3 separate regions of the Zea mays genome follow, and regions 1 and 2 are each linked to region 3. The links are chromatin contacts, called in public Hi-C maps. All regions are on one chromosome and are shown on one strand. The core of a region is the stretch at or near the end of the contact, and the rest is flanking DNA. Distances in the headings are between cores, read along the strand shown.

The links. Hi-C and Micro-C count contacts between places; a contact is called where the count stands out from the background.
Region 1: a contact with region 3 is called in a Hi-C map of leaf, with 4 times the contacts expected there. The contact joins the promoter of LOC109944547 here to the enhancer-like site in region 3. A contact is called at or near these places in 7 of 25 Hi-C or Micro-C datasets (bundle sheath, ear, endosperm and 2 more).
Region 2: a contact with region 3 is called in a Hi-C map of leaf, with 3 times the contacts expected there. The contact joins two enhancer-like sites. A contact is called at or near these places in 3 of 25 Hi-C or Micro-C datasets (endosperm, leaf and leaf mesophyll).

Annotation. Positions count from the first base shown.
Region 1 is chr2:123,091,712-123,096,590 of Zm-B73-REFERENCE-NAM-5.0, reverse strand. It overlaps LOC109944547 (copper-transporting ATPase PAA2, chloroplastic), which reads right to left and starts at 2,701. Exons shown (of 3, transcript XM_020549319.1): 1 at 2,281-2,701; 2 at 2,096-2,174; 3 at 1,011-1,342. The coding sequence starts at 2,581. The coding sequence ends at 2,149. LOC100278259 (a long non-coding RNA gene) reads left to right here and starts at 4,180. Exons shown (of 3, transcript NR_159984.1): 1 at 4,180-4,422.
Region 2 is chr2:123,167,884-123,172,587 of Zm-B73-REFERENCE-NAM-5.0, reverse strand. No RefSeq gene overlaps it. Among protein-coding and RNA genes, the nearest start is that of LOC109944021, 68 kb to the right of the region's middle. Within about 2 kb of position 1,512, at least 10 of the 20 cell types and tissues checked have an H3K27ac peak or open chromatin away from gene starts, as enhancers often do. A contact at or near this core is called in leaf, where this site is marked.
Region 3 is chr2:122,543,402-122,547,631 of Zm-B73-REFERENCE-NAM-5.0, reverse strand. No RefSeq gene overlaps it. Among protein-coding and RNA genes, the nearest start is that of LOC103646919, 31 kb to the left of the region's middle. Within about 2 kb of position 1,586, at least 17 of the 20 cell types and tissues checked have an H3K27ac peak or open chromatin away from gene starts, as enhancers often do. A contact at or near this core is called in bundle sheath, ear, endosperm and 2 more, where this site is marked.

The sequences.
Region 1 (4,879 bases), core at 1,452-3,951, 550 kb before region 3:
TCAAATCATAACCAGCTACTAGCCTATTCATTCTGCTTACCAAATACATTTCCTTGCAAAACTATAGTTGCATATGCTTCTAACTTTCATGGTCAATACTAGGAAGGTAAGGTTATCAAGCAAGAACAAACATAAATGAATCCTCCAAATCCTCCACCGGTTGGAATTGATCAAGTGATTGCAACCCAAATGATGGTAATACAACAAATGGCCAACATGATTACCGAATTGCAAAATTAGATAAGACAAGAACGCGAGGAAATACGTCAGGACCGGCTGGAGATACATCAAGAAATAAGGCAAGCACGGTTGGAAAGACAACGACAACAACAACAACAACCTCCACCACCACCACGAGCTCCACCAAGATACATAAACACACACACACACACACACACATATATATATATATATATATATATAGGGAAGAGGTAATGGAAGCCCTGGGCTTCCGTTAGTGGGGGAAGCCCCAGCCAGGTCGTGGTCGGCCCACTGGCCGCTAGCTTGCGTCAGCCATGCATATGATAGCCACGAATCTCGGATGAGACGCGACATGCGATATACGCACGCATAAATATATGTAGTAATGTGCGTAAATCATGCATAGAAGGAATCTTTTTTGCCACGAATCACGGGAACGAATATTACCATGTGCACACCGTTTACGACTGCATAATGCTGTGTAACATGATAGCGTAAAACATGAACCAAAACAGCGTAAATGAGTACGAAATTTAGCGTAAATCGTATATCTGTTTCGTAACCGTAAATGGGTCCCGAAATTACGGCATAATAATCGCGTGCGTCCGATCGTACGCGGGTTTTGGCTCAAATAGATTTTAGCGTAAAACGTGAGCTAAAACAGCGTAAATGAGTACACAATTTAGCGTAAATCGTATGCCTGTTTCGTATACCAAATTTACGGCGCGAAAATCACGCGCCATCGGTCGTGCGCGGGTTCTGGCTCGGACGGATTTAAACGTAAATCGTGAACCAAAACAACGTAAATGAGTATGAATTGTAGCGTAAATCGTCCATCTGTTTCATAATAACGAATGTAGACCGAATGTATCTCTCAGCGCATGAGGTTGTCATAAAACACATCAAGAAATTTCGTAAATTGGTGTAAGATACAACAAGAAGTGATCTGAGGTAATTGTAGCGTAAAATGCAAGCTAACCATCTACATGAGAACTGTTTCAGATTTTACAATATGATATAAGAGATAATTATTCCTGTTCATGTTGCCCTTATATTTTGTGTAGAGTTCCTTCAAGTCCGTTTTCTCAGAATCTGACCCTCTATATTTAGCTTCAAATTCTTCAATGTCAGCCTCCGTGACCTGGGAATAAAGATTAAATTAAGTACCATTATATATAAAAATATACAACCTGTCCCCAAAATAATGTCACTCTGGCTATACATCTGAACAAGCCAAAAGGGTATTCTTTTAGAGACAGAGCAACAGAGGTAGTTTTATGCCACAACAGAGTTCTCGCTACTGTATTTCCCTAAAAAATATCATTGTAAATTAATAGACAACATTAGCCTACAATTAATATAGAAGCAACCATACTTTATTGTACATTGTTCTGAAGTACTCCTGAAGTTGTTCAATTTTCTATTTTCTTTTCTTCTTTTCTGTTATTAGTTGAAGGCACACTTGCACACCCTTACTTGCATCACTTCATTACATAACTGATGAGCCAGTTTGCTCGATGCCCTTCAGGACAAGTCTGTTAATCCCTGGACAAAAAAATCAAGAATGATGATGGTATTGAGCTGATGATACCTGCACAAAATCCTGATTTGGTTCCAAACATCGTTTATCCATGGATCAAAAGTAAAGAAGTTGGCATTAGAGTTAGTATGTTTCACATATTTATCTTTATCCCATTCTTTAAAATAAAATCTAACGTTTTCCCAATAGATGTCACTGCTCAAAGTCGCCAACTCTAATTCTTAGAAATTGATTGAACATTAAAAACATATACAGCAGTGGCTATCCATCGGCACACCACTGAACAAAACAACATGTAAACTGCAAACGGTACACTAATGCACAATATAAGGAAACATTGAGAGCCGATTATACCTCTTCCAAACCCAAACAAAGCAGTTGTAGCAATGCCACATTTCACATAAGGATTATGCAACAGATCCAAAAAACGTTCCTGAACCATAGGTAGACTGATCAGAGGGCCCTTCACGCCAATATTAAACATCACTCTGTTATTCCAGAAAATCAGATCACGCTATGAATGTCTCGTGGTAACTCACCGTGGTCGACATGGATACCGAGCGAGTGCAGGATGTGGGACGCATGCGAGCCACAGCAAAGCGCGACGATCGTCCATGCGACTCGGCCCCGGCTCCGCAGCAGGAATTCCTCCTTCCTGGCCGCCATCTCCCTCCACTTGCGCGCGCTCTCCCCAGCCCCCGCGACCGCTCCCCCTCGACGCGCCGTGGCGGGGAACCTGCACTCCGTGAGCCTGGCCGCGAGCTCCTCCCCCGCGCCCGGCGGCGCCGACGCCCTCAAGCGCACCGCGGCAGACTCAGCGAGGAGGTTGACCGCCGCCATCTCCACCCGCGGGAACAACAGCCGTGCAGTCGCGCTGGAGAGTGGGTCCGCACGGAGCAGGGGCAGTCTGGAGATGTAGCACCGGCGCTACGAGGAAGATGAAGATGGGGGAAGAAGAAACTGGCGGCGGCTACGTGCCTTCCGGAGATAAAGATGGGAGCAGTTAGGGTAAAGAAATGCGTGGGTAAAATGGGCCATCAAATAAAAGTTCTCGTGGGCCCAGAAAGCTAAATCATGCACAAACTATATTTGCATAAATGGCAACACACATCATCGTAACTCATATGTTAATTTGGCGTAAGTAGTCGTGGACAGTAAACCAAAAATGGTCTGGTGCGGTCTGCACACCTGGTTGGTCGGCCCGGTCGGTAGGTGGCCGGGGCTCCCTGCAGTAATGGAAGCCCAGGGCTCCTAATACTATATATATATATATATATATATATATATATATATATATATATTACTACTATTTGTAAGATCTAAGTGTTACTTTAGTTAGTAGTTGGTATGATACTATGTTGGAGGAATAATAAGGTCTAATTGACCCCATGTGCTGCTAATAAATTGTGCATCATGCTGAGATTTTTGTTTGTGCATACGTGTTGAGATAATATGAGTATACACCCTTTCCTTACAAATCTCGACGATTAGATTTCTGTTAAGGGGGTAGGATTTGTAATGCCCAAAAATCTGTATAAAATAATAATAATAATAATAATAAAATAAATATATGAAGAAAGAAAATAGTAAATTCAGATATCTCAAAGTATACACTTTGAGGACTGAATTTTGAAATCCAAGAATTATTTCAGAAGAGAAGTAATAGAAAAGATTTCTATTCAACTAGATGATTATGCATATCAGTAAATGATGTACCATAAGCATTTATTTACATGAATACTTAATTCTAAAGTAACTTTTACTTCTTATCCCACTTTCAAAATATTATTTTCCTAAGAAGAAAGAAAACAAAATGAGTGTGTGCATGGCACATTTTGAATCTTTAACTAAACAAATAATAAAATAATTAATATATAGAAAAGTGTACTCTGCATTCATGCCAATATTTTGAATTATAGCATTTGACCATAAAAATTCAAAGTTGTATTTTTTCTGTGAATTAGAAAACTGAAAACAAAGCAAATAGAAAGAAAACAGGAAAATAACAAAAGAAAAAAGAAGAACTAGAACCCTCTGGGCCGGCTACCTCACTTTCGGACAATTCTCCACCTTGGCCCACTTTGCTCGTGGCACTCAGCCCACACCGCCAGACATTATACCGCGCCAGCCCAACCTCTGCACCTAACCACCCAATTTAGTTTCCACCGGGCGGCCTAGTCGCTCGCGTCGCTCTGCGGCACTGGCAGATCGGGCCCGCGTGGCATACTCTCTACCTGGGTGCTCGGGGTTCTACGGGCGTCGTCTGGTGGGGTCGGCTCGTTAGATCTATCCGCATCCCCATCTCCCGGAAGAACTCTCAACAGCGCCGTAACAAATCGGCCGGATTTGGCGCAGGCTACCGGGTCTGCGGGAATTATTGCGAATCGGTCTCCGGCCTTGCTCGGGTATAAAACCTCGACACAGCTCCCAGCTTCTCCATGCCATGCCATGGTCCGCCATTTACTTTGAGAGTGGGAGAACAGCCATTGTTGAGGGTTGGTCCTCTTCGCCATTGGCCCGAGAAAATTGGTCTAGGAAGATCAGCATCGAATGTAGGACGTCTTCGGGGGCTCAGCCATGTGAGAAATCATGTGGGCGACTGGTAATTCATTGCCGGATTCCGACTCTTGCGGCCAAATCGCCGCGCGACGAGAACAAGCCTCCTCGGGATCTAATCACCGGTATGGTACCCATCCCTATCCTTGGAATTCACTCAGCCTTGCGTAGCACTAGCGGGGATTAAGAATGAAGTACTAGAACCCTGGGTCTCTGCGCTCCAGCGAACCGCCACCATGGGGAGCAGGGCGGCGCCGCTGTGCGCGACCGAAACGAGGAAGAAGTTGCCAGTCGTTAGATGCTGAGCATATGGCTCAGATTAGGTCGGGGTAATGGTTTGACTAGATCCGATACCCGCCGTCGATCCCTGTGTAGGCGGTCAAGATTAGAATCGCGTACCCCTTCGATTTATGAAAGCGATCGGGCCGTTGATCAAGAATCGTGCGGGTCAGGATGGATCGGGAGAGTTTTAAATCCGCGCCGCTGATCGCTGATCAAACGGCTATAGTATCGTACCTCTTCGCTAATGATAGGATCTAATCTAGGCCCTCGGTTTGCATCGAGCGGGCGAGGGTTAGGAAT
Region 2 (4,704 bases), core at 263-2,762, 630 kb before region 3:
TTCTAAAATAAATGTTAAAATGTCATAGTTAGTGTTCATGCTCTTTATAATTAAAATAGTAGCATCTGTATTTTTTTGAATATAGCTTTCATGATTAAAGTGAATAGATTATATTATTTTAAGCATAGCTCATTTAATAAAAATATAGATCATGTGTTTTCCTAATAAAAATAAAATGATTAATGGTTTTTTTCTTTACACATAAAACCTGTTTAGGCTTATATATTAGCTTCTCATCAAGAAAGGTTTAACAAATGTTTTATAATGTGTTTTATAATCTTTTAATCCATAGTCTTAGTCATTCGATATATGGCTTTTATAAAATATTAAAATGGTGAACCGAATGTTTATTTATTTAGGATTAAAATATTTTCAAGTGTATATCATGTCTTGTTTTATAAAACAAAACTAAATCCCTTTTCAAAAAGAGTGTCTTTTACCTTTGTTTGTGGGTTTTTTGGAAAATGAACGATCTTTAATTATACTTTCTTTTTTGCTTGTTCATGGTGATTGGTGTATGTTTCTTCTTGTTTGCTTGTGTTATGTACTGGTTGATCCAGGCTACGGGTTGATTATCTAGAAACCTGTGGACTCATACGAAAAAATCCCTGGCCGAAGGGGTCCTAGCTCATCTGGGCGGCAGATCTAAAATAAAACGGTCTAGATAAGATTTATTGTAAATCAAACCAGTATGTGATTTCGGCCGTTCAATCCAGGATCCGCGGCCAAGAATCCACCACGCCAATGATGTGGTTTTCTTTATCTTATCCAGATCCGGTCGACCAGATCAAACACGCGAAGTGGTATGGTTCTTCCAATCTCAGCCGTGATAAACGGCTGAGCACGCCCCTGCATCCTTCTGTCCTTTCAACTCACCACGGTGCGGCGGAGCAGAGCTCCCGCGGTGGTCGACCCACCGGAGTTACCCCGCCCGGCACTCTCTAGTGCACCAACCCGCAAATGGATGGGTTCTACGCGTAGTACGGAGTAGCTCGAGATGATCATGGTAGAGCTTAGTGAGAGTCGCTGAGTAGAGTTCGCTACCCACGTTGCATGGCGTTAGCACGGCCAATGGAGCTCTCCGGCAAGCAATTCCACGCATGATTAATGCACGAACATCTTCGGCACGCTCCCACGATCACACCAAGGTGGCACTGTAGCGAGGCGGAGGAAGCCATGGATGGAGATGGATGAACAGGAGGGTGCACGCAACTCGAGTCTTATAGCTTGGTGGCGGAGTCTGATCCTGAGGTCATAGGCCAAATCACGACAACCTAAGTATCCGGATTTCAACAACCACTGGCGGTTATGATCTCTGATTCGCACATTCGTTGGGGACGAACGGTCTTGCAAATGGGGTCCCACATGGAGGTGGCGTAGGGGTTCGTGGCGCGCGTGACTGGGCGGACGATGACCGTACGGGTCCATGCCGCCGTTGTACGAGCTTCTCATGAGGGTGAGCAGGTCCGATCATGCGTGCCTGTGGTGTTGGCTGACGGCGAAGCCCCATTAATATGAAAAGGGGCGGGGATAGGAATTGGGCCTGCACGGGTGATAAGCTGGGGGTGGCCCGCGGGATGTCTTCCTAGGCCGAGTCCTTGACTTTCCCTTTTCTATTTTCTTTTCCTTTTCTTATTCTTTTTTCTATTTCCAGCTTCTAATTTCATATTTTCAAATCAAGTTTGTTTTTCAAAATTCATATTTGGTTTGGATGCTACAACCAAAAAGTATCCAACATGAAATGCAAAGAATATACTTTATATATTTATGTTTATATTAGTTCTCTTATCCATGCTTCAAAACTTATAATAAAAAATAATCCACATATTATTCATTTTAGGGAAATAACACTTTTGAATGTTTGATATAATTAAAATTTAATTCAAAAATGAATTTGTTTTAGGGCAATTAAATAATTTCAAATGCGAGGTCTGATCATAACTTTAATTCTCTGGAGGACATGCGTATGTATAGTTCAACCGAAAATCAATTCAAGTGATAACCATTAAGTAACCAATTATATACATTGTTTAAAGGAATAAATTAGTTCATATAAGAATCCCAACCTTTTATTAGAAAATACTTTTATCTTGAAGGGAAATAACTTCAAAAGTGAGAAACCCATATTAAGGGATATTCTAAACTCTTAACCTTTTGGAGAAACTTTTATAAATCTCAAAATGGGATTTGGGGTGTTACAAATTTTACCCTCTTAAAAATAATCTCGTCCTCGAGATTAGTAAGAAAAGGATGTAGACGGTTTTGTTTTGTAGGTTAGTGCCTAGTTCTTAATTGGCTCTAAAATCAAAAAGGGGGGGTTTTCATTGATTAGCATGTGATTGGGAATGCATGAGAATGTTCTATGTCTAGCCACGTAAGAGGTAGATTGAGATCTGTCTAGATCATGATTGGTTGGACGCTATAGAGGCTACAAGTGATGAACTGCTTAGAGCGTATTCGAGGGCAGAAGAATAAGCTATGACAGTTGCCTTCGGCGCTCGCGGGAAAAAGAGGCTGAATAGAGTGTTCCATGTTATTAGGTTCATTTACCCAGATTACTGTTTGTCGTAAAATGATAGATAACATTTGGTATCCGAAGCTCGAACTCGGTTTGTCTGCGATGACTAAGGATTAGCTTGCAGATAGCCTTCCTACAACAGCTTGAAGGTTTGTATACTTTGGCTTGTCATTTTGTAATTTGTGTTACGATGAACTATTTTTGTGGTATTTCTTATCATCGTTATGTGTCCACTCTTCGTTTGCCAGGGCTTGATTCTAAGCAAGGCACTGAAGGCCTAAAAAGATGCAGAGGATGAGCTGCCGAATAGCACATGGAAACCTTCGTTCGGAGGTCATAACATTAAGAAACAAAGCTCTTGAGAAAGATAAGATCCTACACTCTTTAGTGGAAAGATTAAAATCTAGCAAAGCCAGGCTTTCTGCTCAAGCTAAAACTCACGAAGCCGAGATGTAAGAACTGAAGAAGAAAGTTGACGAAGCAACTGAGAACTTTAATGTTGAAGTGGTAAAACATGAAATATGTGAAATTGAAAGGTCAAGGTCGCAAAAAATGTTGATGAGCTCCGTGCTGCTAAGGAAAAATGCTATGAAATGGCTATAGAATGTGCTAAAAATCTAAAGAACAGCTTTTCTAAAGTTGGAGCATTTTCTTCCGAGCAGAAATTCATTCGTGGAAATCCTGATGAAGTTATTCAATGGATAAACGGAGAGGTTGAAGCTTTCGAGGAAATTCTTAGCGACAGAGGGGACTTCTGTGCCTTTGCCGGCACCTGTGGGGCTACGTCCATTTTGGAGAAGGTTGGCTGTGATCATGCCAAGGTTGTGGCTCAGCCAAACTTTGCCTTCTCAGCTAATGATGTTAGAAACCCTTCAGTCGAAGCTACTACCTTAGGTGGGAAATTTTATTCCGAGATATGGCTGAAGGGTGGGCGAGAAATTGCTGATGAAGCTATTAAGAGGAATGAGAAAGAATCTCATGAGGCTTTAGAAGAGGCCAAAAGAGCTGAAGAAGTTGCCGAGCGGGCGAGACTTATTGGTATGCTCTTTATAACTCATCTTCGTAAGTTTTTTAGCTTTGGCACTGATAGATATTTGTGTTTCAATGCAGCTGAGCTTTCACTGCCCCTCGAGCCATATAACCCTGAAGCTAACCCATCCGTCAAGGAGGCGCTTGATATAATCAAAATTGCTAGTGATGCTATTGACAAAGCTGTCGACAAGCTTTTGAATGAAGCTGCCGACAAAGTCCTAAAGGAGAGCTGAAGCTTTGTATTTTCGATAGTTTATTGTCTTTGTGTATAACTCCTGTCTTTGTAAGAAACACTTATAAACAATCTGCATGTATATTGATGTAATATATTTCTTTGTGAAGCGTGGAACTTTTGTACATACCGTTTTTGAGCTGGCGGTGAAAAAACACCTTCCCTTCTTTTCATGCTTCAGAAAGAAATCTCTTTTCTTTGCCGAAGCAATTGTATGATGTTTGATTCTTGTTGTAGACATCTGCGTAAAAATAACATTGTTGAAAGTGCAAACTTCGCATGACAGTACTGACACAGGCATGGACCCAGCCTCTTTTATACTCTTTCATGAGTGTTTGCCGAATCCGAAGGAGGAATTCTCATTGTTTTTTCACTACTTTTATCGATGTAAAATGATGTATGATGCGATGTCATGATGCAATATGATGTGATGGCATGATGCAAATGATGTTGGCGCACAGAACATAAAAGATAAGACTCTGCATCCCCTTAGGAACGACTTTGGAGTCTCTTCACCTTTTACTTAGGTGGTATTTTACCTCTGCATCCCCGTAGGAATGACTTTGGAGCTAAGCTCTGCATCCCCTTAGGAACGACTTTGGAGCTTCTTCACCTCTTACTTAGGTGGTATTTTCGCTCTGCATTCCCTTAGGAACGACTTTGGAGCTTCTTCACCTTTTACTTAGGTGGTATTTTAGCTTTGCATTCCCTTAGGAACGACTTTGGAGCTTCTTCATCCCTCTTTGTTACACTCGATGGTGTAACCACAAATTTGTTATGTCAAGCTGAAGGTTAAACCTTCTTATATTGTCTTTTGAGGAGGAAATATAAAGGCGAAAAAGTAAAAATACATTGAATTAGAAAACTTTCTGGTCAAAGTGTTGTGTAGCTTTTAGTAGATGTGTCTTGACTCGGGCATAGT
Region 3 (4,230 bases), core at 337-2,836:
AACCTGAAAAGTTAAAAGTAGACTTAGAACTCAGTAGTGCTTTTGGCAAATCAAACCACTCATCCAAAAAACTTCATGGTCTAGAGGTCGAGGAGTAGATTCCTCACCCGTGTAAGTCTATTTGAGTATTAATATACTTAGCCTTGTTTGGTGCATAATTTTACAGGTTTGTTGCAAGACATGGTTGATGGTGTGACTTGCCCAGCCACCCTGCCATCGGGTTGGACGGTCGAGTGGGATGCCACCTCGGCAGGAGAGGACTAGGTGGAGTAGTGAGCCAGGCTTCACCCTACTCCCCATTTATCGTCGTTAGTTATTATCTGTAATACCCAATTTGTGATTTGTAAGAGATAATATAAAAGGAGAAACAATTTCACTTTATATGTGTGGGTTGAACCTATTTGTCATCACATGTGAACACCATCTTTAAAAAAAATAACTAATAAAAATATATGCTGATAAATTATGCATCATGCTGGATTTCTATTGTGAGTGCATTATTTGTGACAATATAAAAATAACATAAAAAATATGTTAATGTCCAAAGTGGAATTTAAATCCTAAAGGAAAATTCAAGAATCTAGAAAAAGAGAAGAAGGGAAATTACTATGTGAATAAAAATAAATATAAAAAAGTATATATTATGATTCTTACACAGATTTGAGTTTATACATTTGACTCAAAGTTGAATTTCATAACAAGACTTAAATTCAAATTAGAGATTCAAATGAAAATAAAATGAATCAAAAAAGAAAAGGAAAATATGAAAAGAAAAAAAAGAAAATCAATTCAGCCGTGTTGGGTCAAAACACCAGCCAGCCCATCTCCATGCCATTGCATGGCCCAGCTGAGAAGAGATCGCGCACCACGCCGTGGGCTCTGTGGCTGACAAGGCGGGCCCTCTGGCCAGTGGTCCACGCGCGTCGCTAGCCACTGTGATGCGGGACCCACACGTAAGACATCGCCCTGTAGATCTTCTCCCTTCACCGCGCAACAAACCGAGGTCATCACCACGAATTCCGTCGCAGCTCCAGCTAGCCCCAACCACTTTGCCCACTTCACCGGGAGATAAGTAGCGGGTTGACCCCCCCCCCCCCCCCCCCCCCCCCCCCCCCGCCACCTTCTCCTCAACTGTAACCCTCTGCTCATAGCCGATAGGATGCCTACCCATTCAAGCGCGACTCGCCGCCATTGGCGCTCCGTCAGCGTGTGCCCCGGATCGGTGCCGCTCCGTACTCCGACCTGTGCTCTCCCTCCGTCGAGTCGTCGGGGATTGATCTGATGACCTCCCTGCTGTGGGTTGGCGGCCGGAGCCCTCGAAATTGGTCGTCGTGGTACTAACTCCTCCGTGTGTCCGTTGTGTGTCGTGACCAGAGCTGCGCACTGTCGGAAACTGGGTAAGAATTCTCTTCTCGAGATCGCCATCCCCTAAATTTCATTTTGCACCCGAGATACATGGGAATCGTGTACCGATTAGTGCGTCAGGTGTCTCAACCATGGCGAGCCGACGTGGTGTTAGGCGCGGTCGCCGATGTTGGCAGTGAGGTAGGAGAACGCATCCCGATCGTTGATGCGTGGATTAAGGGTTGAGATTATATACTGCGTACCCTTTCTCCAGGTTCGATCTGGTCCGTCGATCTAGATCGGACGGATAGAAATCGATCTAGAGTAATAAAACCCTCACCGTTGAAGTCGGATCCGACGGTTAGATTCGTGTACCGGTTCAAAGTTAATAGAGATCTAATCCGGGCCGTGTATCTGAGAAAGGATGGCTCAGATCTGCCCATACCCGTTCGGTCTAGACAAAATGCAAAACAGCCCCTCGGTTTTATCAAAACCAACCCATCGTCCTGCGCAGTGGGGCTCTGTGTCTTAGGAAAAATTATCCCGAGCCCCTGGGTTTCTCTGGTTTTGTGCGCCTGATCCATGGGAGTAAGAAATCCAGGAAATTAAATAGAAAATAGATTTGTAATATATAAATAAGTGCTAGAACTTGTAAAATTCATAGAAAATTCATTTTTAGTCCAAATTAATCCATTCCAGTTTCTAAAATTTTGTAATATTATTGTCTATCACTTAGAGTCTCTGTTTTGATATGAAAACTGTAAGAAAATTAATTTCCCACTTAATCCTATTTCAAGCACATAAAACATTTGGAAATTCATAACTTAAAATCCATAACTCCAAAATTAATGATTCATGTTCCTAGGATCTTATTTTAATGTGTAGATTATTATTGTGTATTTTGTTTACATGTTTGGTGTGATGTTAATTCTCCTTTATATTGTGCTTGTTTGTATTGTGGCGAGTAGAAGAGCCGGTGACTGAGGATCCTGGTGCCCAGCCGATAGAAGTTGCTGAGCAGGAGCTCATTGAAGGCAAGTTGTGCCCTTGACCACTTTTATTACCCAACAATGTTCTTTATTATCACTTATTCATGCATAGGATTAATTTTGATGGGACCCTATAACACTCCGGGATCCACAAACACCCCGAGATGCTACTGGACTTCACTACCAACAGCCGAACACTAAGCAAAATAAAATTTGGTAGTGCCTCCTTTGTAATTATAAGCATCGCAGAAGCAAAAGAGATATATCAATACAAAATGAATCATAATAGTATGATATAATTCTCATCAAGGACAATTAACCACGAATGAACCAGTTTATGCCTACATCATACTCTAGTATGAACCTTAAAAGTCAATAACTCAAGCTAATTATTTGGTTCTTTAAGCAATGTGTGCAACGTGCCGCTACTTCCCACTCCCCTTGATAAGCATTAAGCAAATTGTTTTGATGAGATATTTAAACCACAATATGAATTAATCAACATTTTACAGGAATCTCAATTAAGAACAAAAATACTTGTAGATATAGAACTCAATAGTCCCAATATAACCAATACCATCTCATATCCTCGAGCAACCACAATAGTTTGTATAATACTTCACTGCGTCAACAATATCTGCAAATATCACTTCAATGAATGCATGTGAATGCAATGCATATGTCTTCTGCCTTCATAGCTCTGAGGGTATGAAGCCGCATCGTACCCCTCCTCGGGCAACATACGATGCTAAGTTGTACCGGTACGGTCGGACCATAGGTCACGACAAAACTTCAGATGCAAATAAATCATGCAATGCATATGGCATGCTGCATTTATCAATATACTTCACTTCCTTCACATACAATACAAACCTCAAACAATACTTCATCTTCCTTCAGATACAATACAAACCTCAAATATAATACTTTACCTTCCTTCAGATACAATACAAACCTTAAATAATACTTCATCTTCCTTTAGATACGTGAATTGATCTCATGGGTCATACTCGAACCATAATCATCATCAATATATGATTGAGCATCAATATAATACAATCAAGTACAGCATCATCATAGAGTTCAATTATGAAAGAATTCAATAATTTTGAATATTAGAGTGTAGGCGATAAAAATAACAAGTCAAAACGGTAGCAACCACCGCGACATTCACTTGCCTTCATCCAAGAAGAAGAATGTACTAGGCATGATCCGGAGTGTAGCCACCAATTCTTGGAGAGGAACGACGACGATGGGCGATGGTATGCCCTCATCTCCCCTCTCTTCTCTCCCTTTTTCTCCCTCTCTTCTCTTGGGGCAAGGCACAAAAGGGTGATGGCTGCTAGGGGTGGGAGGATGTGGCTTCTAGGGTTAGGGAGGTATAAATAGAAGAAAACTTCCACAATCGTAATATCCAATGGCTCAGATCAACTGGCACTCGAAAAGACTCATCCGGACTCCAAACAAGGCAAACTAGTGATTGATCGGAATCATCTTGATGAGATCTATAAATCTACGGCCTCCGATCATCCATAGAACACACCATATTTGGATTATAAATATGGTTTATTTTTTAGGGCGTTACATTCTACCCCCCTTAAAAGAATTCGTCCTTGAATTCAGCCATTTCTACAATTCAAGACATTCACCAACGATAAAACTCAGTCAAACTCCCTAAATAGACTCATATAATATACTAGTAGCATTGATGCCATCTTGAAAAAAAGTTTTTTCCGAAACAACCTCTAACTCAGACTAATTTATCAAAGAAAACAATACACCTTGACAACAATCATAAAACAATATAAAATGAAACCCAAGGCATTATCATAGGTGCAATCAACACTAGGATTTCCCATCATCAAATTAGGATGCAACTCCCTAGTCTTTAAACAAC